6 separate regions of the Mus musculus genome follow, and regions 1, 3, 4, 5 and 6 are each linked to region 2. The links are chromatin contacts, called in public HiCAR-type and promoter capture Hi-C maps. All regions are on one chromosome and are shown on one strand. Each heading gives the region's core, a stretch centred on a gene start, on an enhancer-like site or on the middle of the called end of the contact. The rest is flanking DNA. Distances are from core to core; before and after follow the strand shown.

The links. Promoter capture Hi-C pulls out the DNA fragments that hold promoters and counts their contacts. HiCAR-type assays count read pairs that join an accessible place to other places.
Region 1: a HiCAR-type map of astrocytes shows a contact between it and region 2, with 2.5 times the contacts expected there. The contact joins the promoter of Kremen1 here to the promoter of Polm in region 2. A contact is called at or near these places in 8 of 39 promoter capture datasets (cranial neural crest, embryonic stem cells, hematopoietic stem and progenitor cells and 3 more) and 2 of 115 datasets of contacts at active chromatin or transcription factors (astrocytes and memory CD8 T cells).
Region 3: a contact with region 2 is called in a HiCAR-type map of astrocytes, with 2.3 times the contacts expected there. The contact joins the promoter of Nefh here to the promoter of Polm in region 2. A contact is called at or near these places in 1 of 39 promoter capture datasets (liver), 1 of 484 Hi-C or Micro-C datasets (B cells) and 1 of 115 datasets of contacts at active chromatin or transcription factors (astrocytes).
Region 4: a contact with region 2 is called in a HiCAR-type map of astrocytes, with 3 times the contacts expected there. The contact joins the promoter of Gas2l1 here to the promoter of Polm in region 2. A contact is called at or near these places in 4 of 39 promoter capture datasets (cranial neural crest, hippocampal neurons, liver and 1 more) and 4 of 115 datasets of contacts at active chromatin or transcription factors (astrocytes, forebrain, memory CD8 T cells and 1 more).
Region 5: a contact with region 2 is called in a promoter capture Hi-C map of second pharyngeal arch cranial neural crest. The contact joins the promoter of Emid1 here to the promoter of Polm in region 2. A contact is called at or near these places in 5 of 39 promoter capture datasets (cranial neural crest, frontonasal cranial neural crest, hippocampal neurons and 2 more), 1 of 115 datasets of contacts at active chromatin or transcription factors (astrocytes) and 1 of 9 other capture datasets (embryonic stem cells).
Region 6: a contact with region 2 is called in a HiCAR-type map of astrocytes, with 2.6 times the contacts expected there. The contact joins the promoter of Zmiz2 here to the promoter of Polm in region 2. A contact is called at or near these places in 1 of 115 datasets of contacts at active chromatin or transcription factors (astrocytes) and 1 of 9 other capture datasets (embryonic stem cells).

The regions. Positions count from the first base shown.
Region 1 is chr11:5,260,266-5,264,634 of GRCm38.p6, forward strand. It overlaps Kremen1 (kringle containing transmembrane protein 1), which reads right to left and starts at 1,345. Exons shown (of 9, transcript NM_032396.3): 1 at 1,170-1,345. The coding sequence starts at 1,260. It overlaps Gm46268 (a long non-coding RNA gene), which reads left to right and starts at 752. Exons shown (of 4, transcript XR_003949640.1): 1 at 752-951; 2 at 1,451-1,817; 3 at 3,474-3,560.
Region 2 is chr11:5,835,408-5,839,320 of GRCm38.p6, forward strand. Polm (polymerase (DNA directed), mu) reads right to left here and starts at 2,609. Exons shown (of 11, transcript NM_017401.2): 1 at 2,154-2,609; 2 at 787-967; 3 at 294-392; 4 at 9-179. The coding sequence starts at 2,344.
Region 3 is chr11:4,946,450-4,950,712 of GRCm38.p6, forward strand. Nefh (neurofilament, heavy polypeptide) reads right to left here and starts at 1,615. Exons shown (of 4, transcript NM_010904.3): 1 at 609-1,615. The coding sequence starts at 1,485. It also overlaps a transcript of Ap1b1 not described here.
Region 4 is chr11:5,062,806-5,066,847 of GRCm38.p6, forward strand. Gas2l1 (growth arrest-specific 2 like 1) reads right to left here and starts at 2,522. Exons shown (of 7, transcript NM_144560.3): 1 at 2,410-2,522; 2 at 2,032-2,289; 3 at 1,021-1,673. The coding sequence starts at 1,653.
Region 5 is chr11:5,150,561-5,154,451 of GRCm38.p6, forward strand. Emid1 (EMI domain containing 1) reads right to left here and starts at 1,670. Exons shown (of 15, transcript NM_080595.3): 1 at 1,562-1,670. The coding sequence starts at 1,662.
Region 6 is chr11:6,393,665-6,397,688 of GRCm38.p6, forward strand. Zmiz2 (zinc finger, MIZ-type containing 2) reads left to right here and starts at 1,461. Exons shown (of 19, transcript NM_028601.3): 1 at 1,461-1,624; 2 at 1,904-2,014; 3 at 2,094-2,208; 4 at 2,568-2,770; 5 at 3,001-3,184; 6 at 3,365-3,625; 7 at 3,843-4,022. The coding sequence starts at 1,965.

The DNA.
Region 1 (4,369 bases), core at 95-2,594, 580 kb before region 2:
GCCTAACAGATGCTACCTCCCTGCAAGTGTGGGCAGAATAGGCTCACAGTGCCCTTTCCAGGAAGGAGCGCCAGTCCACTCCCACCCGTACCTCTCTCTCCATAGAGGACATTAAATCCTGAACACAAAGATGACAAAGTGGAAGGAGTTACTAGGTTACAGTTATGTTGACACGTCCTGGCTCTCGGAACGTCCCTCCCTCCCTCCCTGTTCACATACTACAAACAGTAGAAAAGAGCACATTATAGAAGTCCCATAGAAGGCAGCAATCACCTAGAAACCACTTCTACTGAGTCTCAGGTTTGGTGTGTTGGGAACTCCTCATTCTGCCGTCCCAAAACCCAGCTTTGCCTTTTGCCGGGATTCATCCTGAAAGAAATTCAGTATTCGCTGGGTAAACCAGGTGTCTAGTCCTTAGTGAACTGGGAAACACTATAATAAGTATTATTAAATCGTTTAATGACTACACATGGTGGAACACTCTAAGCAAGTTGCCTACAGTGTATCATTTAATGTTCACCAACACTGCTCATGGGAGTGAGTTACCCCCCCCCACTTTCAGATCAAGTAACAGAGGTTCAAGCAGCTTTGCCTCAAAATCACACAGAAAATAAATCTCAGCCTTTCCCCTAAATCCAAGCTGTCAAGAAAACAAAGCAACTCTGAGTTTTCTTTTACTAGTAAAACCCTGCCTTCGCAACATCACAATCCGCAACTTAGGGTGGAGACCCCAGTGGCAGGTTCACCAATGTCCTATGCTCATCAGCTCTCAACAACCTGCAAAGAAACCGAACTGGGCCAGACAACACCCTCATGCTTGTCCTTCCACTGGGAAAGGATTCCGAGGCAAGGAAGGGCGTGTGGGAACTAAGCTGCCATCCCAGCTTCCATCCTGGCCGAGAGCACCACCTCGGGCGGACGCCGCGGTGGACTCAGAGTAGTCTGCACTCGGTACGGGCGACTTTAGCCGTCACGCACCCCCTTCTCTTCCGTAAGTCGGAAGCAGAGTTCGGCAAAGTTAGAAGCCGGCACTCGGGGCAGAGTCCTGGTAACGCGGGACAGGCGCGTCCACGCCGCGTGCTGGGACAGAAGCCCGAACATCGGGTTCTCCGGGGTCCACGCGCGAGAGAGGGCGAGGGGGTTCGGGGGGGGGCCGGGGTCTCACTCACCGGGGCCGGAGCGGGGACCGGGCGCGGGCCGGGCCGCCAGAGTGAGCGCAGCGGCGGAGAGCAGCGCGAGACGGGCGGCGGGCGGCGCCATGGGCCGTCAGTGCGGGACCCCCGGGCGCGGCCCGGGGCAGAGGGGGCAGCACCGGGAGCCGGGGGCGGCCATGGGAGCAGGACGGAGCTCAGCGTCGCCCCGCCCTCGCCGCCCGGCCCGCCCCGGTCCGCCCCGGCCCGCCCCGGTCCGCCCCGGCCCGCCCTCCTCAGCGCCGCCCCGTCCTCCTCAGCACCGCCCGGATTGCCTGACGCCTGCTAGGATTCCGAGCCGGGCGGCCTGCGCATGCGCGGCCTGCCACTCACGCGCGGGAGCCCGCCCCCGCCCCACCTGGCTCCGCCCCCACAGCAGGCGCGGTGAGGCCACCCGAGGTGTGGAGTCTACAGGTGAGGGCGGGACGGGTCCTGCCTCTGAGTCCCCACGCTGAGGTTTGTCGGCGCTGACACCGGCCGAGCGCCGTGACCCCTGTTTCACCCTTACCTAGGTCGTGACTCACGCGCGAGTTCCACCACTGCGGTAGTAACCAGAACAAACCTCTTGCTCTTGCTAGGCTCGTGGTAGCGGCTAGCCAAAGCGTGTTCTGGAGTCCTCCAGTCCCGGTTCGTATCCCACTTGGTTACTCGTAAGATCTGTATAAATGTATACAGGTTTAAAGAAAACGGGGCTCCCTTCTGCTCAGTGGTATGTCGATACCGTCTGCTCCACAAAGCGGTTGTACAAAGTGAGATAATGCACGGAAACCTCGCACGCACAGTGGGGGCTCAGTAAATGTGGAGTTCTTTCTCCTTGTGGAGTCCTGCAGCTACCAAAGGGACAGCATACTGAGCCTTGTGCAGAATCCTATCATATCCGTGTCAACTAGCGCAACTTATTCTTTTAAAAATATGTATTTACAGCGGTGCAGTGGTGGCGCACGCCTTTAATCCCAGTACTCGGGAGGCAGAGGCAGATAGGTCTTGGTGTTGGAGACTAGTCTGATCTATAAAGCGAGTTCCAGAACAGCCAGGGCTATAAAACAGAAACAAAGAAAAAAATATATGTATGTATAAATGCATATGTACATACATATATGTTTTTTATTGTATGTGTATGGGTGCATGTGTAACACCAGAGGACCATTTGTGGGAGTCGGTTCTCCTTGCACTGTCGGTTCTGGGAACTCAGGTCCTCAACCTTGGTGGCAATTGTCTTTACCGATGAGCCATCACACCAGTTTTAAATTATTATTATTATTATTTTGAGTCTTGGAACTATGTAGATCAGGCTGTCCTCGCACTCACAGAGGTCTTCCTGCCTACGCCTCCCAAGTGCTAGAATAAAGGTGTGTGTCCCCACTCCCAGTTAAATTATTTTTAATTAGTATAAAATGGGTGATACACTATATATTTGCATATATATGTATCTGTGTGTATATATATATATCTCACCAATGTATTTTGCTCAACCATCAGCAAAATAGGAACCATAAAAGACCTCAAGGTCCAAAGATACGGAAGCAACAAAAGTGCCCAACTCGATGGGGCAAGCGCTGTGTCTCTTCATTAGGGGAGACTTGGGGTTCTGTGGCTTAAATTCTCGGTCTCCGCGAGGCAGCCCCCCACCCCCCAGGATCTCGAGCCTCCTTACTCCTCCTCACACCCCCAGGCAGCGGGGATTTTCCGATTGCTCTTGCTTAAAACGCCACGGCGACGCCCGGCAGGACAGGTCCGGGCTGTGCACCGAGAGCTTTCAAGTCCTTGGTCCGGGGCTGGCAAGTACAGGCCTGCACCAGGCTTGGCGGTGGCAGGAACATCTGCCCTCCTGTTCCTACTCGCTGTGCCCGGAGCAGGGCTGGGCGATCCTGGCCCCGTGGGATACCCTGGCCTACCTGGGGTACACCCACCCCTGCGCCCTGTGCCCCTCGCCCTCTCACTGGGCAGGTGTTCTCCCCAGCCTTCCCACACTCAGGAGGCAGCTCCCAGAGCTGGGCCCCAAGGGCGTAGATACCTCCCACGAGGCGCCTGCCTTTCTGTCCCTCTCCACCCACACGACCCAGAGCTGTGGCAAGAAGAATCTTGTTCAATCGTTTGCTTTCCCTGTTGTTCCTGAATTCAAGAACCCTAGGTGTTTCTGAGTGGACGCCCCCACCGCCCAGTGGACACACCCTTCACTTACTAGTGAGAACTCAGCCTCCAGGTTCCACACGTGGGACTGTTGTGTATATATATATATATTTTTTTTTCTTTTCTTTTCTTTTTTCTTCCTTTTTAACTGAGGGCCTAACATGACCCATGGACATCGGACATTACGGAGCAGAGAGCTTCGGCCCACAGCTGCAACAAGGAAAGAGCAATACGATTATGGTTAAGTCTGTGGTAACAATAAAGGGGCTACCCCAGGGGCCTGTGATATGGGGAGACACCACCGAAGCCAGTGCTCCACAAGGCTGCTTCACTGAGGTTGTTTTTAAGGGCCATAGGGCTTTTTGGTGATGCGCCTGCTTTTAAGTCACTCAGCTTCTGTCGTGAGACTGGATAAATTCGTTGGTTACAAAGCTGGGTTCGGGAGGAGTCTTCCTTGTCTGCTGTCGGAGCTAAATTTAGGGTGAATGGGTGTTTGTTCATACCTCCTCAGGCAAGGCAACCCAACACCAGCCTGTTTGCTCCTCCAGGAAGCCCTGTGACCTCTACCCTACACTCTTGGCTCTCCCCTCAAATGCAGCATTACCTTCAAAGACAATTTAAACCAACAGCGAACATTGGTGCAGACACTAGGTAGGGTGAGCCTTGCCCCACTCCACGAATAGTCAGACATGGATGGGGATATAGCTCAGTTAGAGTGTTTACTTAGCATGCACAAAGGCCTGCTCTCGACACCAAAGAAACAAGGTGGGTGCCTGTCATCTCCAGATTGGGAGGTAGAGGCAGGAGAATCAAGAGAGTTCAAGGTCACCCTCAACTACTCAAGTGCAAAGCCAGCCTAGATGGATTTTGTGGCACTGTCTCAAAACAAAGACAGACAGGAACATGGGCAGTGCTGAGGACAGCTCAGATGTGTGTGAGTGTGTGTGTGGGTGGGTGAGTGTGTGTGTGTGTGTGTGTGTGTGTGTAGGGTATTTCAGACACCCAGGATACTACAGAGACACCAATAAGATGTACTCTCTGTGCCTGTG
Region 2 (3,913 bases), core at 1,359-3,858:
GCACCTACCTGGATTACTCTAGTGGAATGTTCTCCAAAGTAGGGCAGCCCATGCAGCTGGCTCAAAGATGCAACAGGGCAGGGCAGGGACTTGAGCACCGAGGCCGCTCTGGAGAAGGAGAGAAGACGGCCCTCGTTGGCTTCGAAGCCCGCTGCCTCCGCTAGCGTCTCCAGAGCCTCCTGGGGGCGGGGGGGGGGGGGCTTGGTTATGGGATAAGGTACCTTGCCAGATAGCAACCAGCTCTACCCATGTCCCGCTCTCTGGGTGAGGATCTGCTCATAGATGCAGCTTACTGAGAGGAGAGTGTTATGGTGTGTGAGAGGTGAGGGGCGCTGACAGGCATAAGCTGGCATCGACGCTGAGACTGGGGGCTCCTTCCTGGGCTCAGCTACCTGCAAAAAAAAAGGGGGGGGCAAGGCACGGGTCATCCTGAAATGGCAGCACTGGCATGTACTCTGCCCCTAACTCTACATATGTGGGCTAGGGATGGGGGTCTCAAAAGGGAGGGAGCTTGCCTCCTGTCTTCTAGCAGCCTGGCTCCAGAGCATCCCAAGGACAGACTCAAGTTCATCCCAAGTACTCACTAAGGAAGAAACTAATTATACTAAAAGTACGTCCCAAATGGTTAGACCAGAAGGTGGGATGGCCCAGCCCCCAAGTCCCTGTTGGGGTCTCTATTGCTTTCCCAGGGCCCCCTGCAGTCTTGGGAGAGTCCTCACTCCCTACCTCCTCCTGAGGACACCAAGGACCTGCTATTATGTCATCTGTCTCAGCTCACTAGCTCACCTCCAGGTGGTGCCGGCCCTCCTCAGGGACAGGCTGCCCAGCTGCCATGCTTTCTGTAAACCAGCTAATATCTAGCAGAGCTGGCTGTGGGCAGCCTGTGGGGAGAGCATCCATGTTCTTCTGCCAGCAGATGGCCTCCTTGGCTGAGGTCCCTTCCATCACCACATGTGTCACCTTTGAGCTGGAAGGAGAATGAAACCCAGGGCCCTTGCTGTGCTGCTCCTATCCCAAGCCTTTGTTCTTGCACTGTGACAGGCCTCCATTCCTCCAGAAAGCCTTCCCAGCCCCTCCTTGATGGGAGAGCACCTCTCCATTGGTCCAACAGGTTCTTAGCTGCAGCCTCACCCACAAGCCACTTGGGCATGTTACCCGCCACCCTCTGCCTCAGGTGCCTTAGTGGCCAGGGCCAGGTGTTTCTGATCTCAATGCTAATTGCTGTTTAGAGACTTGCTTTGTAGGCCAGGCTAGCCTGGAACTCTAGTACCCTTGTACCAGGACTACAGGTTGGCATACCATTCTGCTAAGATTTTAAGACACAAGAATTTTGCCCTATTTATTCAAACCCCAGTAGGCAGACTCTTGTTGTATGTACTTGGAAAGCATCGTATTTATATTTCCTTTACACTGGGAAAATCCAATGCAGGCCACCTTGTCAGGCTGTGGTAAGAATGTAGAGCCACACGAAATCCAAATTGTTATCTCTACTCTTTTAAGTGTAGTCTTGAGCCGGGCGTGGTGGCGCACGTCTTTAATCCCAGCACTTGGAAGGCAGAGGCAGGCAAATTTCTGAGTTCGAGGCCAGCCTGGTCTACAGAGTGAGTTCCAGGACAGCCAGGGCTACACAGAGAAACCCTGTCTCGAAAAAAAACAAAACAAACAAACAAAAAGAATGTTTCATTTGTGGAGGGAGGAGTTAGTTGCAAACAAACTAGCCAGCTACACGGGCACAGGCTCCTTTAGTCTCCTCAATCTCAGTTACTCCACTGCCCTGGGCATTTTCTCTACTGGAGCTAGTTGGTGACGTCTGCAAACTCAGGACATCTTTGACCGCTGGCTCATTGGAGGGAATGCAGCTAGCAAATATTTCTCACTAACCATTCTTTCTTTTATAGCTCTTTAAGAAGCCTCTGACTCGATGGCATCCTTTCAAAAAGAGGAACTCCGGGTTGGAGACCGTACCGCAACCGCGAAGTACCGAGGCTGGCTTGGAACCCAAAGCCGCAGGTGCTGCTTGCTGTCACAGCTGCGCGCCAGCTCCCGCCCTGGGCCACAGTAAGTCCCTACCCTGGGGTGACGGGCACAATTACACCAGCTCCCGGAGGGGGATGGCATCCCACCACCATCGGGGCCTCCCGGGAGCCGCACACCTGTAAGCATCTAGGACGCGGAAGCCTTTGGACCGCGCCAGGCGGGTGAGGAAGGCCCGGCGGCTGCGGCCCATTCGCGGCTCCGCAAGGTAGATGGCCACATCCGGGAAGCGCACCACCGAGGGCGGCGTGGAAGAGGCTACCGCGCTGTGTGGGGACCCAGCTCGCACTCGCCGTCGCTTCGGAAGCATCTGGGCACCAACTCTGGAAGCACAGGAAGCCGCAGAACGAAGGAAGGCAGGGTCATGAAAGAAGGCGGAAGGAGGAGAGAGGAAGTGGTGTCTGCTCTATGCAAACGAGACGCCCTCTAGGATGCTTTTGGCTTCCCATCGGAAGCCCCAGTTCTATGCAAATAACGCCCGAGGATTCTTATTTGAACTACTCTCATAGAAAGCCCCAGTGGTTTCCCAGACCTTAGAGTAGCCTGGGCCCGTAGGCGGGGCTTCGCCTCGTACTGGGCGGGCACTTTTCTCCTCTCGGGGGCGGAGTCTCGGCCTCTCTTCCTCGCCCCCGAGGGCGGGGTCTCAGGTTATCCTGGCCATATGAGAAGTCCTGGATAACCCTCCACTGCCTCTGCTGGTGACAGAGCGCCCACGCCACTTCCCCTGGGTATGCAGAGGGGAACGGAGTTTGAGTAGTATACATGTGAGCTGGTGGAGGGTGAAAACGTTTTCCAATGTAACGAACAGCATTGGGACAGCTGGCGTTCCATTTGGAAAGTTAAGTCTGCAACCCTATAGGTTGGAACAATAATATGAACTAACCAGTACTCCCAGATCTCATGTCTCTAGCTGCATATGTAGCGGAAGATGGCTTAGTCGGCCATCATTGGGAAGAGAGGCCCCTTGGTCTTGCAAACTTTATATGCCTCAGTACAGGGGAACACCAGGGCCAAGAAGTGGGAGTGAGTGGGTAGGGGAACAGGGCGGGGGAGGGTATAGGGGACTTTCGGGATAGCATTTGAAATGTAAAGTAAGAAAACACCTAATAAAAAATTGGGGAAAAAAAAAAAAAGACTAGATCCCAGTGGAAGTGAACAGAAATGGTTTCTATGTGCCCTTTTTCCCCGATTGAAGAAAAATAATTCCAGTGGCTCTTCATCTGGAACAGCATTATTTATGGATTTTATAGATTAAACTTATTAAAATTCCTTTATAGTTACATTAGGAAGGATTTTGAGTCCTGATTGATACCCTTTGTTCAGTTATTTCACTGGATCTTTTGTCAGAAATGTTCCTATGCCCCATTATGCCATAGTCAAAAAAAAAAAAAAAAAATTGGCCCCCTTACAAACTGCTTAACATTAAGCAGATCTCAGACGGATCAGCAATCATTTAAATCCGAAAAAGAAACCAAAGCTATATTAGTGACACTCGATTTTTTTTAATTTTTAAAAATATTTATTAGATGTATTTATTTTTATTTTCTGTGTCTTCGTGTTTTACTTGCATGTGTAGCTGTACCCCACGTACATGTTTGGTGCCGTCGAGTGAGAATGTTTCAGATCCTTGGAACTTGAGTTAAGAACATTTGTGAGCCGCTGCCCCTGTGAATGCTGGGAATCTAACTCAGGTCCTCAGCAGGAACAAGTGCTCTTAACCAATAAGTCATCTCTCTAGCCCCTTAAAAAAATTTTTTTTTAATTATGTGCTTAATTGTTTTGCCTGAATGCATGCATGTACACCACGTGTATGCCTGGTGCGGGCAGAGATCTTGAACTGCAGTTAAAGATGGCTGGGAACTGAACCTGGGCTCTCTGC
Region 3 (4,263 bases), core at 365-2,864, 890 kb before region 2:
TGCAGTCTAGCTGACTCAGAACCCCTGTAAATTTTGGGAAAGAGGAAGGGGATATTAAATAACAGCCATTTACAGCAATGAGGTCCACATGATGGTTCCGTACTGGCTAGAAACGGCATGAAAATGAATGGCTTTCATTTTTACACAGCAATTACTAAAATTCGCGATGTTATGTACTGAGCAAGTAGTGGGACGAAGCCTGGTAGAACGAATACTCCTGTTCCACCCACTGCGCAGGGTGCGCAAGAAAGGGTGGGCAGAGTTGGCATGGCAAGCGGCTGCTGGATACCTGATACGCTGGGTCCAGACGGGGCTTGCTCCATTTCAGATGGGAGATCAGTCTGAATCTGGGGTCTAACAGTGTGTGGGGCACAGGGGTTGGCCCCGGTGTTTAATTACAGACATAAAAAATGTGGAGGGTGGTTTCCTTTTTCTAAAGGAAAATCCAGAGTTGGGGCGCCCCAAGGGAGGGTCTGGGTAAAACCGCTACTTTGTCAGGTGGCATGCACCTCGCAGCGGGTCTAGCTACTTCTGAGAGGAGTCCTCTCGGGCTGCTCACTGCTCCGCCAGGAGGGGGCGACCCCTTCCCACCCCGCGCTCCCGCGCACCTCGGAACCACTCCTCGGACTGCAGCGTGCTCTGCACCGCGTGGCCTTCGAGCTGCGCGCGGATCTCCCGCAGCGCCGACGTCACGTCGCACTTGAGGGCGTCGCGAGCCTCGGCCTGAGCCTGCGCCTGCGCGGCCCCGCAGCCCTGGATCTGACCGAGCAGCTCGCCCACCTCCTCCTGGTGGTGGCGCCGCAGGTAGCCGCACTCCTCCTGCAGCGCCTGCGCCTTCTTCTGCAGCTCCACGCGCGCCGCTTCCGCCTCCTGCGCGAAGCGCGCCAGGGCGCGCGCCGCCGCCTCCGCCTCCTCACGCTGCCGGGCCTCCTCGTCCAGCCGCTGGCGGACGTGAGCGATGTCCTCCAGCAGGTGCTCCTGCTCCAGGCGCAGCTGCCCGCGCGCCGCCCCGAGGCGCAGCACGGCGCCGCGCATCTCGCGCACCTCGCGCTCGTACAGCTCGCCCATGGCGGCGCGGCCGGCTTGCTGCTGCCGCAGCGCCGCCGCCTCGCCCTCCAGGCTGCGGTTGTGCGCCTCGAGCTGCCTCACCTTGTCGATGTAGCCCGCGAAGCGGTCGTTCAGAGCCTGCAGCTGCTCCTTCTCGCTGCGCGCCGCCACCGCCGCCACCACGCAGCCCTCTGGGCCGTTGCTTAGGGTGTCTAGCGAGTCGGTGCTCGAGGCGGCGCCGCGGAAGCGGCTGGGTGAGGCGGACACGGAGCTCACGGACGTCCGCGCCCACGAGTGGAAGCCGCTGGAGGAGCCGGCCGCGGAGCGCGTGCCGCCCGGGCCTGCCTTGCGGCTCAGCGAGTAGTGCAGGCTGCCGCCTCCGTGCAGCGGCGCGAACGGGGCGCCCAGCAGCGCATCGGCGCTGCCGAAGCTCATCATGGCCGGAGCAGGTGCGGCCGCCAGCGGAGCGGGAGTGCGGGGCTGGGACGGGGCAGGCAGCACTGCGGCAGCTCTGGGACTCCGGCTCTTTTATATCCGCGGTGGCCCGGTCCGGCCCCTCGGCAGTGGGGGGCTGGGGAGGAGGGCCCCACCCTCTCCACCTCCTCCCCCGCGGCCCCGGGCCGACCGGCTTCTCCGCAGTGAGAGGGGCGGGGCTGGGGGGGACGACCCAGGAGTGAAGGGGAATCGACGCATCGTCAGTAGAGCCTCCCGAGGTCAGACCAAGGAGTAAAGGACTTCCGGAGCGGACAAGTGCAGACCTCCAGGTGCATGTCGGAAGACCCTATTAGTCAGAATAAGACCCTCAGAATAAGAGAGGGCACTGGAAATAGGGAGAGGATTGCAGAACTGATGGGTCAGGGCGCCTTCGGGTTGAAGCAGTGGGAGACTGCAGTGATTACTATGAGAGGACACCCCCACTTGAGAAGCAGCACAGGGTTGGTTCCCTGATAGTTAGAGAGGACCTTGAGATGAGGAGTGCAGACTGCAGTCACCCACGAAGGGATTCTGTATGGGGTTGCATGATGGATGCTACTGATGATAAATGGGGACCTTCTAGCTGGCGGTGCAGTGTTCCCCAGATACTACAGCGGCCCTGGGCCACCCAAAGGGGCTTAAGGAACTGTACAGCTGGCTTCGGGGTTGGGGTTGGGGTGGGCGTGGAGTTTGAAAGGACCGCAAAGCTACCCTGAGAAGGAGAACACTGCAGACGGAGAAAGGGAGCGCTGGGTGAGAGGAACGTGGTGCTCTCTAAAAATTCCAGTGGCCACGACTGGAAAGTGGAGTCTCCTCTTGCCCGGAAAGGAAAACTGCCTACGAAGAACAGGGGGTCCCTCAGTAGGCAGCAAGAGCCTCAACACCGAAGCCAAGTTCTGCCACAGGGTGGGGTTAGCTTCTGTGCTTCGCTAGCTGAATGACCTTGTACAAATTGTGTTCTCCTATGTTTGGTTTTCCCTTGTGTGCAAGAGACAAGATGCAGCTCCAAGCTCCCATGTGCCCCTAGGAGGTTCGAACTTGGGAAATGTCTGGCTGATTTTGGGGAGGAGAACCCACATATTGCCAGTCGGAATAGTAACCAGTTCCTCTCACCTGAGAACTTTGTCTTTCTCCCTTCCTTGCCCGATTTTTCTGCTTTATCTTGGCATCTCATTCCTTTTCCAGAATAGATGAACCAGTACTGCCGTAAGCATCCCCTTTCATGCTCCGAGGAAGTGGTGGAGTGGTTTTTCAGTACCAAAGTCCACCGACCTCCATCATGAGCCCTACTGAGGCTTCAGGTGAAAGGGCGGGGACGGCGGAGGGGCTTAGACTTGGAGCTCTTGCTTTATTATACGGCTCGTTCTTGGTTTGGTTTTCCGGTCAAAAGCGGTGTTAGTGGACGGAGCCGCCCGTGCCGCTATCGCTTCAGCACCACGGACAGCAGCCGCTCCTCGGATGGGAAGGGTTAAATCTATGCCTAACGGAGTAGGGAGGTTCCATAGCTTTTCCAAGCAGTCCCTCTGTGCGGTACAGGGGAGGATTGGATGAGTCATATGACGGGCTCGAAACGACCTACGGTTGTATGTAAGTGACCCACCCCTGCATGTCCTGTCCAGTGCCTGGCTCTCTGTGAAGTTCTTTCTCCCTGCAAACCTCTTCCCGGAGCAGAGAGAGCCCCACTCCAATGCCCACTGACAAGCTCTGGAAACCAGTATAGACTTCTTCAGATCAGAACTTCTCCCAGGCAGTTACCTCAAGCCTCACTGCACCCCAGTTTGCTGTGGTTTTCTCTTTTGGAGGGATCCCTAGGAGGAGAACTGATAGATTCCCTAAAAGAGATCCCTTTCCTGTCCTGTGTCTCATTCCCAGCCCCTGGCTGCAGGCCAGGAGAGTGCACTAGGGAGGAGGGGGAGGAGACTCTAGTTTTTCATGATGGAGCAGAACATGATGAAGCATTTTCCCAATTTAAAGGTCCAGTCATGCTGCTCTTTGCAGGGGTCAGAAAGGCTGGGAGGCACTGCAGATGCCATGGGGAGGGGACTGGGATGCAGACCTCTACCCCCTTACGCCCACATGGCTTCCCCATTTATCTCCCATACTGCTTGGATTTTTGTTATTAGATTCTTGTTCCTTCGAGTCTCTTCAGTTGTCTGCAGAATGCACATGCCCTTCTTGGGGGTGAGAAGTCTGACAAGCAGTTGACAGCACACATGAATGATAGGAGTGGGGTGTGTGTGAAGGTAAAAGGTGTGGCTTTTGTGGCTGTAAGGTTGTCATGAATGCTGAGACCCTGGTCAGTCCTTCAGCCTCACCTTCCCTTCACCCTGAGCCTTGTCCCCTCCTGGGGTTCTGTGGTCCTTGCCCGCATGCTGCTTCCCAGTTTGTCATTGTGAGTGGATAGATGGATGAATTCTAATCAGCTCTCTAGCAAAACGTATGGCCCAGAGAGAGCTGAGAATGATTCTTTTTGCTGTGCAGTGGTAGCGCACGCCTTTAATCCCAGCATTCAGGAGGCAGAGGCAGGCAGGCAGATCTCTGTGAATCTGAAGTCAGCCTCACTCAGCCTGAGTGAGTTCCAGGACAGCCAAGGCTACATGTGATTCTTTTCTAAGATCTTGCAGTTGAAATAACTTTTGCCTTCCATCCTGCATTCTTAACATTTAGCAGCGAATAAGACAACATAACTATCCATCCATCCATCCCTCCATCCCTTAATTGCATCCCTGACTCTTTCCTTGC
Region 4 (4,042 bases), core at 1,272-3,771, 770 kb before region 2:
ACCTTTTGCCTGATCACAGTGGGGGCTCTGAGAGCCAACTCGAAGAAGAGGAGAAGCCAAGGCCTATCTCCTGGAAGAAACACTCTGAAAGGCCTTAAGCCCATAACATCTTCACACTGGTGAGGTCCACAGTCTGGACGGGAAGGTTCAAGATGAGTGCAGGGGGCCATGCTCCCAGCTGAGCATGGCAATCAGAGGGTACCACGTCGGACACTACTGCATACTTGTCAATGGAGGCAGGCTGGCTATGTGGGAGGCCTACCCACGGCAGCCCGGTGCCAGAGGGAATGAGCTGGGTTGGGGGGGGTGGAGGCTGGGGGTGAGTGGGTGGAGATCGGGCCACCATTCTGCCCACAACCATCGGATGCCTGACTTGGGCAGGCACATCATAGTCCTAAGCTCCTGATAAGAAAGAAACTCTTGGCCCAGTTGCGGGGGTGTCAGGGACACATCGGTCTTGGGAAAGGCGGAGGGAGCTGGGGGTCTGTACCTCCTGTGCTCCCAAGTGCACCTCCTGTTCCCAGGAGCAGTGGTAGCGGGGCCAGGCTCTCTATCAGGGCACCAGGGTTGGTGTCTTCCCAGACCCTCCTTGTGTACCAGGCTTCTTGCCAAGAGCTTCCTACATATATAGCCTCAAGCCCGGGTAGCGGCCACTCAGCCCCAGGTCTGAGGCTGCCAATGCATCTGCCTGGCACCCCCCAAGTCACAGTCCTCCAAATGAAGGAAAGCACTCAACTTAGTTGCCGCTCATTTAATACTAAAAGCTGATCTCCTGCCTCAGACCCACCTGAGCTGTGTGGCCTCACTCAGCACCTCTGCCTCTCTGAGCTTATTTCTTTGTGGCCAGGTACACACTTGGCAGTCACCATATGTACTCTTAGTGGGGAAGGCTGCTGAGAATGGGCCCCTGGAGGCTTAGGGTTGGGGTAGGTATTAGCTCTGCCATCTGGTCCCCTGATGGGGGGGGGGGGACGGGACGGGACGGGATGGGACACCCAATGTGGATATCAGAAGACTCACCAGCTCATCAAGGTTTCGAAGGTCATTGGGCGTCATGCGGGGTGTGCGGGTGGGAACCCCTGGTACAGTGGCAATTTCAGTGACATCCTCTTCAGCAGCAGGGACGCTGGAAACCTGAGGGGTAGCTCGAAGCTCCCGCTCGATCTCCTGCTCGAACTGTACCAGCCTCGGGGCAAGCAGGCCAAGGCGCGCCCCACGCCGGGCGACCTCCAGCAGGCAGAGCACCACACTCTTCTCGTTCTTGCGTAGCACCAGGTCCTCTGTCTCAAACATGAGCACTTCAGGCACGCCCAGCTCAGCCCGGCACCAGCCGATGAAAGAGGCCACGTTGTCTCGGGCCATGAAGGAGCCAGGCGCCACACTGTGTGCCTGGAAGGCCACACCTCGGGTTGGACGGGCAGCAGCCAGAGCCCGGGCAGCCTCGGTGACAGCGTTGGCATGTTGGCACAGGGTTGTGCCTGTGGCCAGCCCCGTGAGGAAGCCATCGCCACTGCCGGGGAGACCTAGACTGTACAAAGCATTGAGCCAATCGGCCAGGTCTTCCTTCATGGCTTCCACATAGGCCTCACTGGATCGGAAGGGTCGCACACTCTTGGCGGCAGAGCCTGCGATGCCCGCCACTGGGTTCGCCATGCCCAGAGCCAGTGGAGTCACTGTGGGGACATAGGTCAGGATTGCTGTGAAGACTCGAAAGGGTTCAGAATGGTCCACCTCTACCAGCCCGCCACTCAGGGGAGACGCTAAGTTTAAGAGCAAGCTGTGAACAAGCAAACGTAGCACCACATTGTTCTCACGGTGCCATGACCTGCTTTAAGGGACTCAGTAACATTTACACCATTGTAGTGTTTATGTTTGCTGTCTGGCTGGTCGGGAGAGGGTGGCTGGGGACAAGTTGGCACCCACGAGGAAGAAATGCCATTTAAAAACATGAAGACATGTGGGTAGGGAGGGACAGGAGAGGAGCCTCGCCCAGAACCACGGAGAGACTGTTTCCATTGCTCAGCCCATAACCTGCACGAAGTCCCGCCTTTCCCTTCTCCTCTCCGCTAAGGGCCGCGCCACAGGCTGAGCGGCGACCGCGTCTCCATTCTACAGATGAGGAAACTGAGGCGCAGTAAGGGCAGGCATTCGCCGAAGGTCGCAGAGCAGTGGGTGGAGGAATCGGGTCACCCAGGCAGGCCGGATTCCTGCTGCGAAAAGCCGCCCGAGCTGGTGCCTGAAAGGCCGGGACTCCGAACGGCCCCCGCGAGCCTCCGCAGTGCTCGAGGCCTGGTCCAGAGAGGGTGAGTGCCCAGTCAGGGTCACACAGCCCTGGGAAGCAGAGAGCCCGCACCGCCCGGCCCACCTCCAGGCACTCTGGCTAGGGCTCCTGGGGGTCCCCGCGCTCACCTGGCTCACCCCGCCGCCCCGGGGAGCATCGCCCCGGCGGGGCCGGAGCCGGGCCGCGCCGCCGCACACAGGCGTCGCCCGAGATCGCTGCTTCCAGGCGTCCGCTCTGCCCCGCCCCCCTGGAATTTGGATCCGGCCAGGAAGGGGCGGAGCTGCGCTCTTAAAGGGGCCGTGCCTTTCTCGGGCCTTAGGCCCTAAGGCATCACCCCCACCTCACCCCCCCTTTAACTCCGGGTCTGGGTCTTCCTAGGCGGGGTTCAGATCCTTTCAGCTGTCCTTCCCCCGTGACAGTGGCCTCCCCGGAAGCGATAGGGGCCGGGGACTGCAGAGTCACCTCCGTCCCGGGTGGACCTCTGCAAGTCAGATAACTGGGTGCTCTTCCTGCAGGACGGCCCAGGGATAGCTTAAGGTACAAGGACGATGAGGCTCAGGGATCGGAAGGTGGCTGCGGGTTAGGTTAAAAGAGGGGGTGTGGCAGGGGCAACTACACGCCTTAGGAGGAACCTGGAAGATCTAGGGAATCCTGCCCCCTACTGTCGCCCGAGAGAGGAGTGAGATGCTGGAGAGAGACTGGAAATCTTGTGGGGGTGTGTGGACTTAATTTTAACTCAGATCAAGGAAGGAGGCGACGGAGGAAGCTGAGAGTCATCTAGAGGGAAAGTTTTTCACACTGAGGAAGCCTATCTCAAAAAAAGGAAAGGAAGGAAGAAGGAAAGAAAAATGGGTAGGTTTGCAAGGCTGAAGTGGTGAAACATTAGGGCCTTGTGGACCATGCTTTTCAAAGGTCATGGAAGAGAGGTTTATTTGTTTGTTTTTTTTTAAAGATTTATTTATTATATGTAAGTTCACTGTAGCTGTCCTCAGATACTCCAGAAGAGGGCATCAGATTTTGTTACGGATGGTTGTGAGCCACCATGTGGTTGCTGGGATTTGAACTCCGGATCTTCGGAAGAGCAGTTGGTGCTCTTAACCACTGAGCCATCTCCCCAGCCCCCGGTTTATTTGTTAATTATTATTAAATTATTATTGTTGGAGTTTGTTGTGGTTTTGAGGCAGGATCTCACTATGTAGACCAGGCTGGCCTGGAACTCCCTATATAGACCAGGCTGGCCTCAAAAGTCATAGAGATCTGCCTGTCTCTGCCGCCTGAGTGCTGGGATTAAAGGAATGTTCCACCATGTCATTACTTTTACAGAGTTCTGCTATGTAGCCTGAGCTGGCTTTGAACTCATGGTGTGCTCTCTCTGTTGGGATCCCAGGCCTCTCTCTAAGGAGGAATTTAGGAGAGGCTGACGTAGCAGCCATAAGGGCTCCTGTAACTGCTGTTGTTGCAGCGTCAGGGTCAGGGTCAGGGAAGCCTCTGAGGGAGGCAAGTGGTTTAGGTTGAATGGGGAGAGGGGATGCTGGATCTTGACTGCCTGTTGAAAACTGATGATGTATGTTAGTGAGGTGAGTGTGTGAGTATAGATGAGGGAGAAATCCCAGGTTTGGGGGTGAACATTGTGGACACGGAGTTGTTAAACAAAAAAAAAAAAAAAAATAACACCTAGCAGGGAGTGAAGTCCTGAAGAATTGGCTATGGAGACTGAATTCTAAGTGAAGGAATTGAGAAATGACTTGTCCTGGAACAAGC
Region 5 (3,891 bases), core at 420-2,919, 690 kb before region 2:
GACACCTGCCCACAGGCAGAGTCCCCACACAGGAAGCCGGGGACACGGAGTACAACTCGGAAGTGGTGGCCTTGGGCCAGCTGGAGGGAAGTGTCTCACCCATCACCCCAAGTCTGACCCCAGGAAGCCCTAGATCCTCACCCCTCTTATGTGGGGCTTACTCTATGAAGTGGGACAGATAATTCCCCACTCTCAGACTTTGTTTCTTTCTCTATAAAACAGACAGCAGAGAGAAGCAAGCCTAGATAGCAGCTGGGAAGGTTCTAGAAGCAATGGATGCAGGAAAAGTGCCAGCCCACACCAGCTGTGGTTGGCACACTGTAGGGGTGCTGTGGCATCTGCCACATCTGCCACTCGGCTGTTCCCATCTCAGACAGCTAACTGCCTGACCTCTGCTGCCTCAGCCACTTCTACCCCTGAGCCTGCTCTACCCGGTCACCTGCTTTTGCTAGCTCCCAGGGGGGGTTGCTGGCCTCTGACCACAAGAAAGGGAAACTTCTAAAAAGAAAGAAGTGAGGCCACAGGGGGGTGGGGCCCTCACGGGCCTTTGAATGGGCTGAAAGGCCTAAGAGGCCTGGTTAGTCCACATTGTCTGTCCTGGAGACAGGGGCAGGGGCTACAGGCAGAGCAGGGGCCAGGGCAGGTTCAAACTCTGCCATCGAGTCCAGAAAGGGAGAGCTGAATCCCAGCTCTTCCATGAATACCCACCACGAGCACATTAGTCTCAGTTTGCCCCTCTATTGAGTGGGGACAAGTTTCCCTACATCCTCCAGTCTTGAAGGCACTGTCTAGAAAAAGCCCCACAGGACCCGATCCTGGGAAACACTCCACAAAGGCCGGCAGAGAGTCATAGGCTTTTGGGAGGTCCAACCAAATGCCAGGTCCCAGGGGGCCTCTGACACTGACCCACTGTGCAGTCTCCACCCCAGTCCTTCCTCCGAGTGAAATAAATAGCTGGGACATAAAAAAAGAAAAAAGAAAAAAAAAAAGAAAGAAAGAAAGAAGAAAAAGACAGTAGCAGGGGAAAAGAGAGGGGATTCCTGAAGGGCTGGCTAAGGGGTGATCCTGGCATTTTACATGTACATGAAGGGAAGGGGGGCTTGGGCGAGACCCACAGAAGTCCTGGGAAGCTCTGTTGCATTGCCATGGGTCCACCTTCTGGGGCCTCCGGGATCTCAGTAGGGGAGGCCGTCTGTTCTTTCACACAGAAGTAGGTGAGCCGGCTATCCTGAGCACAGCGTGCCAAACCCCTGCTCCCACTGCTTATGGTATAGAGATGAGCGATGGAGCCCCTGCAACAGTCTCGGACTGCCTCCGATGTCCCGGGATTGCAAGGAGCTGGGGTCGGGTCTCTGTCCCAGTCCTAGGGTTGCATGGAGCTGGGGTCGGGTCTCTGTCCCAGACCCTGAAGTTGCACAGAGCTGCGATCGGGTCTCTGCCCCAGTCGCGGGATTGTACGGAGCTGGGGTCGGGTCCCTGTCCCAGTCTCGGGGTTGCACGGAGCTGGGGTCTGCTTCCCTCACCCCAGTGCTGGGATTGCACAGAGCTAGGGGAGACTTACCTGCGACCCGAGAACCGGGCGCCCGGGACGCTCCACGCGGCGCCGCCTCCCGGGAGCAGGAGCCCGAGGCAGAGCAGCGTCCAGGCCCGCGGGCCGCCCATGCTGTCGTCCCCACCGCAGCCGCGGGCGCGCAGAGCCGGTTCCGGGCGGAGCAGGGCGGGGGCGCTCGGCTTCGCCCGCCCCTCGCCCCCCGCCCCCCGCCAACCCGGAAGCCGTCCGCGCCCCCGCCAGGACGCCCTCCAGGTGCCCACCTGAGCCGCAGACTGGGAAACTGAGGCCCTGGCCGCACCCGCCCCCTCGTCCCCGCAACGCTGCCAGGACCTGAACCCACCACTCCAGAGCGATCGCCTCTGGACGCACATCTTTGACATCTTTGCGGAACTGGGTTCCCGAAACACACAGGATCTTCCCATCGACCTAACACAGGCTTCCTGCGCGAGCTGTGCCATTGTCCCAGGCATCTCACCCCATACATCCTGCCCTGACTAAAGCTTTCATCACTCCGTGTTGGGCTGGCTAGGTCGCCCATGTTACGGAGGAGAAACCCGAGGCTCAGGTGCTCCCGCGTCCCCTAAGTGCAGTGACCCTTATACCTGTTTTACAGGGAGACACTAAGGCCCAGAGCACTCTGGCAGAGTAACCCCAGACCCACAATCCCCTCATCTCAGTGTTGGGGTCTAAGCACAAGTGTAGACAGCATTTTGGCATAGGCCTCAATTTCCCATTCCCTAAGGTAAGGACTGGCTGAGAGCAGAGGGCCTGGGTGGGACTCAGGCACATTCCACGCGGCATAGCAGGTGCGAGGAGTTTGCCTGTGCTGACATGATAGACTATTTGTGTGCATGGATAATGTTGTATGCATGCACGGCGCTGTAAACATGTATGTGCTGAATCTGTGTGTACACGATGTGTTTGTGAGCATGGGCAGTATTTGCTTATGTACGCCATATTTGAATGAACAATGTATGTGTTTGTGTGGTGGGCATGTGTATGCATGTATGTCTGTGTACACGTGAGATGCCTGTATGCATGCATATCATGTTTGTGTACACGTGTGCATGTGTGTGTATATGAACATGTGTGTATATGAACATATATGTACATATATGTACACACATATATGTACATATATGTACACACATATATGTACATATATGTACACACATATATGTACATATGTGTGTATATGAAGTATGATTTTCTTTCTTTCTTTCTCTTTCTTTCTTTCTTTCTTTCTTTCTTTCTTTCTTTCTTTCTTTTAGATGAGCTCTCTATATGTCCTGGCTTGGTCTGGAACAAATACACACACACACACACACACACACACACACACACACACACACATATATAATATGGCTAGCTTTCATTTCACAGAGGTCTGTCTGCCTCTGCCTCCTGCATGCTGGGTTCGATACTGTGCCCAGCTCTACACAAGAGCAGAGTCGTCACCAAGGGAGGTCACAGAAGACGTCTACTGCACGCCCCAGCAGTGAGCAGCCTAGGTCAGGGAATCTTTGCCCAGCTCAGCTGTGCAAGGGGCCATGCTCCTGTGGTTGCTTGCCCATCTCTGTGTGGAAACAAAGACAGTCTGAGTCCTGGGGCTTGCTTCTCCTGGACCTGTGGGTAGAGTCAGGACCAGGGCATAACCAGAGTCCTTTGCAGAGAAAGAGAGAGCCCAGCCCTGTCTCCAAAAGGCCAGGTAGTAGGTGCTGTTCAAACCCTGTCTCTCAACTGCTCTGCTCACGCTGGCTTACACAAGTCTTCCCCCGGTCTGAGCCTCAGTTTCTTGTTTGGTCCTCGTAGGTCTTTGGGCAGACTTATAATGTCCCAGATGCTTATGGCTCTCCAAATCTCCCAGGTCCCTCCAAGGGTATGGACACGGGCCTAACTTGGCCCCCTTAGGGGTGCCTGCCTCCCTTCACTAAGATCATTGGCACTTGGTGTGTGCTGTCTTTTGACACTAAATCAGTCAGTCAGTCCCTTGACTCCCTGGCTATGCCTTGCAGGGGTGTGTGTGTGTGTCTTGTTTTGTAAAGTACTGGGAATTGAACCTATATGACCTTGCCTATACCTCCAAACTTTGTCTTGTTTTTGCCCCAGGCAGATTAACAACTTGATTCTGCCCCTAGATGCACATCCTACTGATGGATCCAGGTTTGTCTGAGGCCCCAGTCAAGTGGCCAAGATCAGACCCCTCCACCCCAGAGGCACTGCCAAGAACATGCTGTAGTGCATGCCATCAGCCAGGAGGAAGGCCCAACACCTGTTAGCAATCCAACTGAGACACTCCTGTACGTTAGGACACCCAGATCCCCAAATGCACAGACACT
Region 6 (4,024 bases), core at 211-2,710, 560 kb after region 2:
GTTGTTGTTACAGTAGTGAGGCTCAAACTCAGAGCATGACGTGTGTAAGCACACAGGGCAAGTGCTCTGCCATTAAGCTACATCTAGAGATGCTCCCACCCCCGTCATATTTTGTGTCTGAAGTTTTTTGTTTACTGGTAGGCTCTAGTTGCTCGTGTACCACTTGTTAGAGATGTCCTTCCTCCACTGAATTGCTTTGGTGTCTCTGGGAGTATTTGTGTGGCTATTTTCCCATCTCTTCTCTTTTCCATTAAGTCGTGCTTTTGTCTTGATTCCTGTTCCTATTTCCTGACATCCACATGGTTGTTCCAGACCCCACATGTCAGATCTTGGGAGGAGTTCTTCCCACCAGGTCAGCTGCCAGGATCCAGCAGGAGCAACATAGATGCCAGCCTCTGCTGCCAGTCTGGCACATTCTGTCTCCAGCTGCCTAGGCAGGACCTGGCCTGGGCTAGAATCAAGTGTAGTTGCCTCTGAGGGCCAGGGGACAGAGCCTGTGGATGAGGTGGATGAGGTTTCTCTTCCCTGGTAGCCTGGTGCTGGGTGTGAGAAGGATCTCTGGGAGCCTAAGGCTGCCCAGGCAAGGGCAAGTCACAGTCCCCTTTTCTCTCTTTCTCTTATCCGTTCTGGGGCTTTGTGTGTGTAGCCCTGCCCTGCAGAGCCTCCAGGTCTGTACTGAGCCCTGAGTGGTAAGCACAAAGAAATGTTTGTTCCAGAGCTGAGTGGGTGCTGCGATACCCCTCTCTCCCCTAGACAAGAGGCTTGTGAGTGCTGAGTGGAAGATGGAAATCACCAGATCTGATAATGGTTCAAAAGGTATGTGTGGCAATCACACAGCCCCTACCAAGAGAGGGTTTCAGACAGGAGCACCCAGGCCTTCCCAGAGGTCCCTGAGAAGTGCCCAACACATGGCTTGTGTGCCATTCTGGTGAGACCAAGCAGAGGTAGGCACGCATGTGGTCCAGGGTATATTAGGACCTGAGTGGATGAGGCACTGAGAAAGGCAAGGAGTGGGAGTCTTCTGTACCAGTCGCTGCTCTTACCTGCTGTTGCCTCCCTGTCCACCAGCCACTGCTACGGTTTTCTAAGAATGAAGCCCAGTTGGTCCCATCTTGTAGATGTGCGTTAGCATGGTCTGGCTTTGTGACTACCCCCCACACCTGCTGTGCTGTGTGTGTCACTGCCATGTTGGGAATTCACAAGTGTCACAGATGGGTCTTTGGGGGGGGGCAAGATGTCCACTTGACCATATACTTAAGGTCATATTTGTCTCAGGGGTGTGTGTGTATGTGTGTGTGTGTGTGCACCTACATGCATGCATACATGCACGCACGCGCGCGCGCGCACACACACACACACACACACACACACACACACACACACACGCCTGCTCCCCTCAAGTCGTCTGGATCAGCTTGAAGGTCCTGTGACCTGAAGCCCTTCTGCCACCCTCTTGATAGGAGAGAGCTGCCAACCAGGGGCTGGGTCAGTGCCTGTGTCCTGTGTCAGCCGTGTCGGTACAGCCACCCTAAGGCCAACCTGGTGGATGGACTGCCGTTGTACATCTGCTGCCTGACTTTTCAGCATCTGCCTCAAAGAACACTCAAGCTCTGCTCCTTCTCAGGTCTCTGGGCTCCGCAGGGTGGGGGCTACCCCTCTGACCTTCTCCAGGGCCTGCTGAGGGTTCCTGGCTTCCTATGATTTATATGGGAAAGGGAATGTGGGAAGTATTTGATATCAGAAAGCCCTTTCCAGGGTTGATCCAATGGCTTAAGATGACAGAGCCCTTGTTAGAGTTGCTTTGCACTGCATTCTGGGCTGACATTTGCCAACGCTACTACCCTGGCTTTGTCCGTGCTACCATGAGCATCTAAGCTCCTGCCTTCTCCCTCCTGTCCCGCAGCCGGAGCAGCAACTCCCGGATAAGCTCCAGCACATTGGGCCTGTAGGCTGCTCCATCACCAATGAACCCCATGAACCCCATGAAACCCGCCCTGCCCCCTGCACCACACGGGTGAGTGTGGGCTTCTGTGGCCTGCCTCTAGCAAGCCCTTGGCCTTCTGACCCTGCCTTAACCAGCTGCTCTCTTTTAGTGATGGTTCATTTGCATATGAGTCTGTGCCTTGGCAACAAAGTGCCACTCAGCCAGCTGGGTCACTGTCTGTGGTCACTACTGTGTGGGGAGTTGGCAACGCAACCCAGAGCCAGGTGAGTGTGTATCAGGGCCACCCCACTCCCACCCCCACCCCCCAGCCCTCAGGATCCAGAGTCTTGGTGGTGCCTCTACCATCTTAGGGCTCCAAGAACCAGGGACCAAGCGGACTGTCTGAAGCACAAGGATGGGGCTTCCTGAGGGTCTCAAGTCACTAGGTGCCTTTCTTCTGTACTACCATGGGATGTCTTCCCCTGGCTCCAGAGACCCTTCCAGTCAGAACTATAGACAACCACTCCTGCCACCCAGGTCCTCCCCCATTTGCTGGGCATCTCTTGGCATCTAGCACTTTAGGGCTGTGTCTTAAAGACAGTAGTTTGGCTGGTTCTCTCTGGTGACTCCCACTTCCTTGTAGGTTTTAGGGAACCCCATGGGCCCTGCAGGAAGCCCCCCTGGTGGTTCCATGATGCCTGGTGTGGCAGGTGGCAGCTCTGCCTTGACCTCCCCGCAGTGCCTGGGACAGCAGGCGTTTGCTGAAGGAGGTGCTAGCAAGAGCTACGTACAGCAAGGCGTGTATGGCCGAGGGAGCTACCCTGGGGGATCCAGCTTCACTACTGGGTAAGCCAGTGACTTGAAACCATCAGCCTGTCAGTCCTGCAGAAGGGTTGGATGTTGCCTGCTCCTCCCCTACTGTCTCTAGTAGCTACAGTGGAAGTTCTGTTGAGAATGGAAGAAGTGAGTGGAGGGAGGGGAGAGAAAATTAAAAAAAATAAAAAAGAATGGAAGAAGTGCTGTGTGTCCCAGAGAAAGCCTCTCTAGACAGTAAGGCAATCCTGTATCACCTACAGGTATGCAGGAGGCCCTGCAGGCCTGGGGCTCCCCACACATGCAGCACGGCCCTCAACTGACTTCACACAAGCAGCAGCTGCAGCTGCCATGGCTGCTGCTGCAGCCACCGCGACAGCCACAGCCACAGCCACGGTGGCTGCCCTGCAGGAGAAGCAGAGCCAGGAGCTAAGTCAGTATGGAGCGGTAAGGCCCCCTCCAGCTTCTTCCATGTGCTAGTAATTATGAGTGGGCTCGTAGATTTGGCAAGGCAGCAGGTTCTGGGGACAAGTGTGGACTGTGCTGGGTTTCCCGAGGCCAGTGAGAGAGAGGACCATGGCAGCAGCTGAGAGCGGGTCTGACTGTTCCTCTTCTTTCTCCTCTCAGATGGGGACTGGGCAGTCTTTTAACAGCCAGTTTCTGCAGCATGGAGGTCCTCGAGGACCCAGTGTGCCCCCTGGCATGAACCCTTCAGGCATGGGAGGAATGATGGGCCCCTCTGGCCTTTCTTCAATGGCCATGACTCCTACCCGGGCAGCAGGCATGACACCCTTATATGCAGGACAGCGACTGCCTCAGCATGGGTACCCTGGGCCTCCGCAGGGGCAGCCACTGCCTCGACAGGGGATCAAGAGAGCCTACTCAGAGGTGGGTATCTTGCTGGCTCAGGTTCGGTCCTAGATGATGAGTCAACTACCCTAGCACCCTCCCAAGTTATGACAAGGGTGGCATCTGGAATGAGAGAGAACTGCCTGTGCCCAACAGGATCACATACACGCACACGCACTCACGTTCACATATATACATGCATGCAAACTGCTTTCCCCTGATACCTCTCTTTCCCTGGACATCTGCTTCTTCTCAGGTGTATCCTGGGCAGCAGTATCTGCAAGGAGGCCAGTATGCAGCCAACACTGCCCAGTATGCTCCTGGCCCTGGGCAGCCCCCTGGCCCTGCCTCCTCCTATGCAGGACACAGACTACCCCTGCAGCAGGGAATGGCCCAGTCCCTGTCTGCGCCTGGCCCCACGGGACTGCATTACAAGGT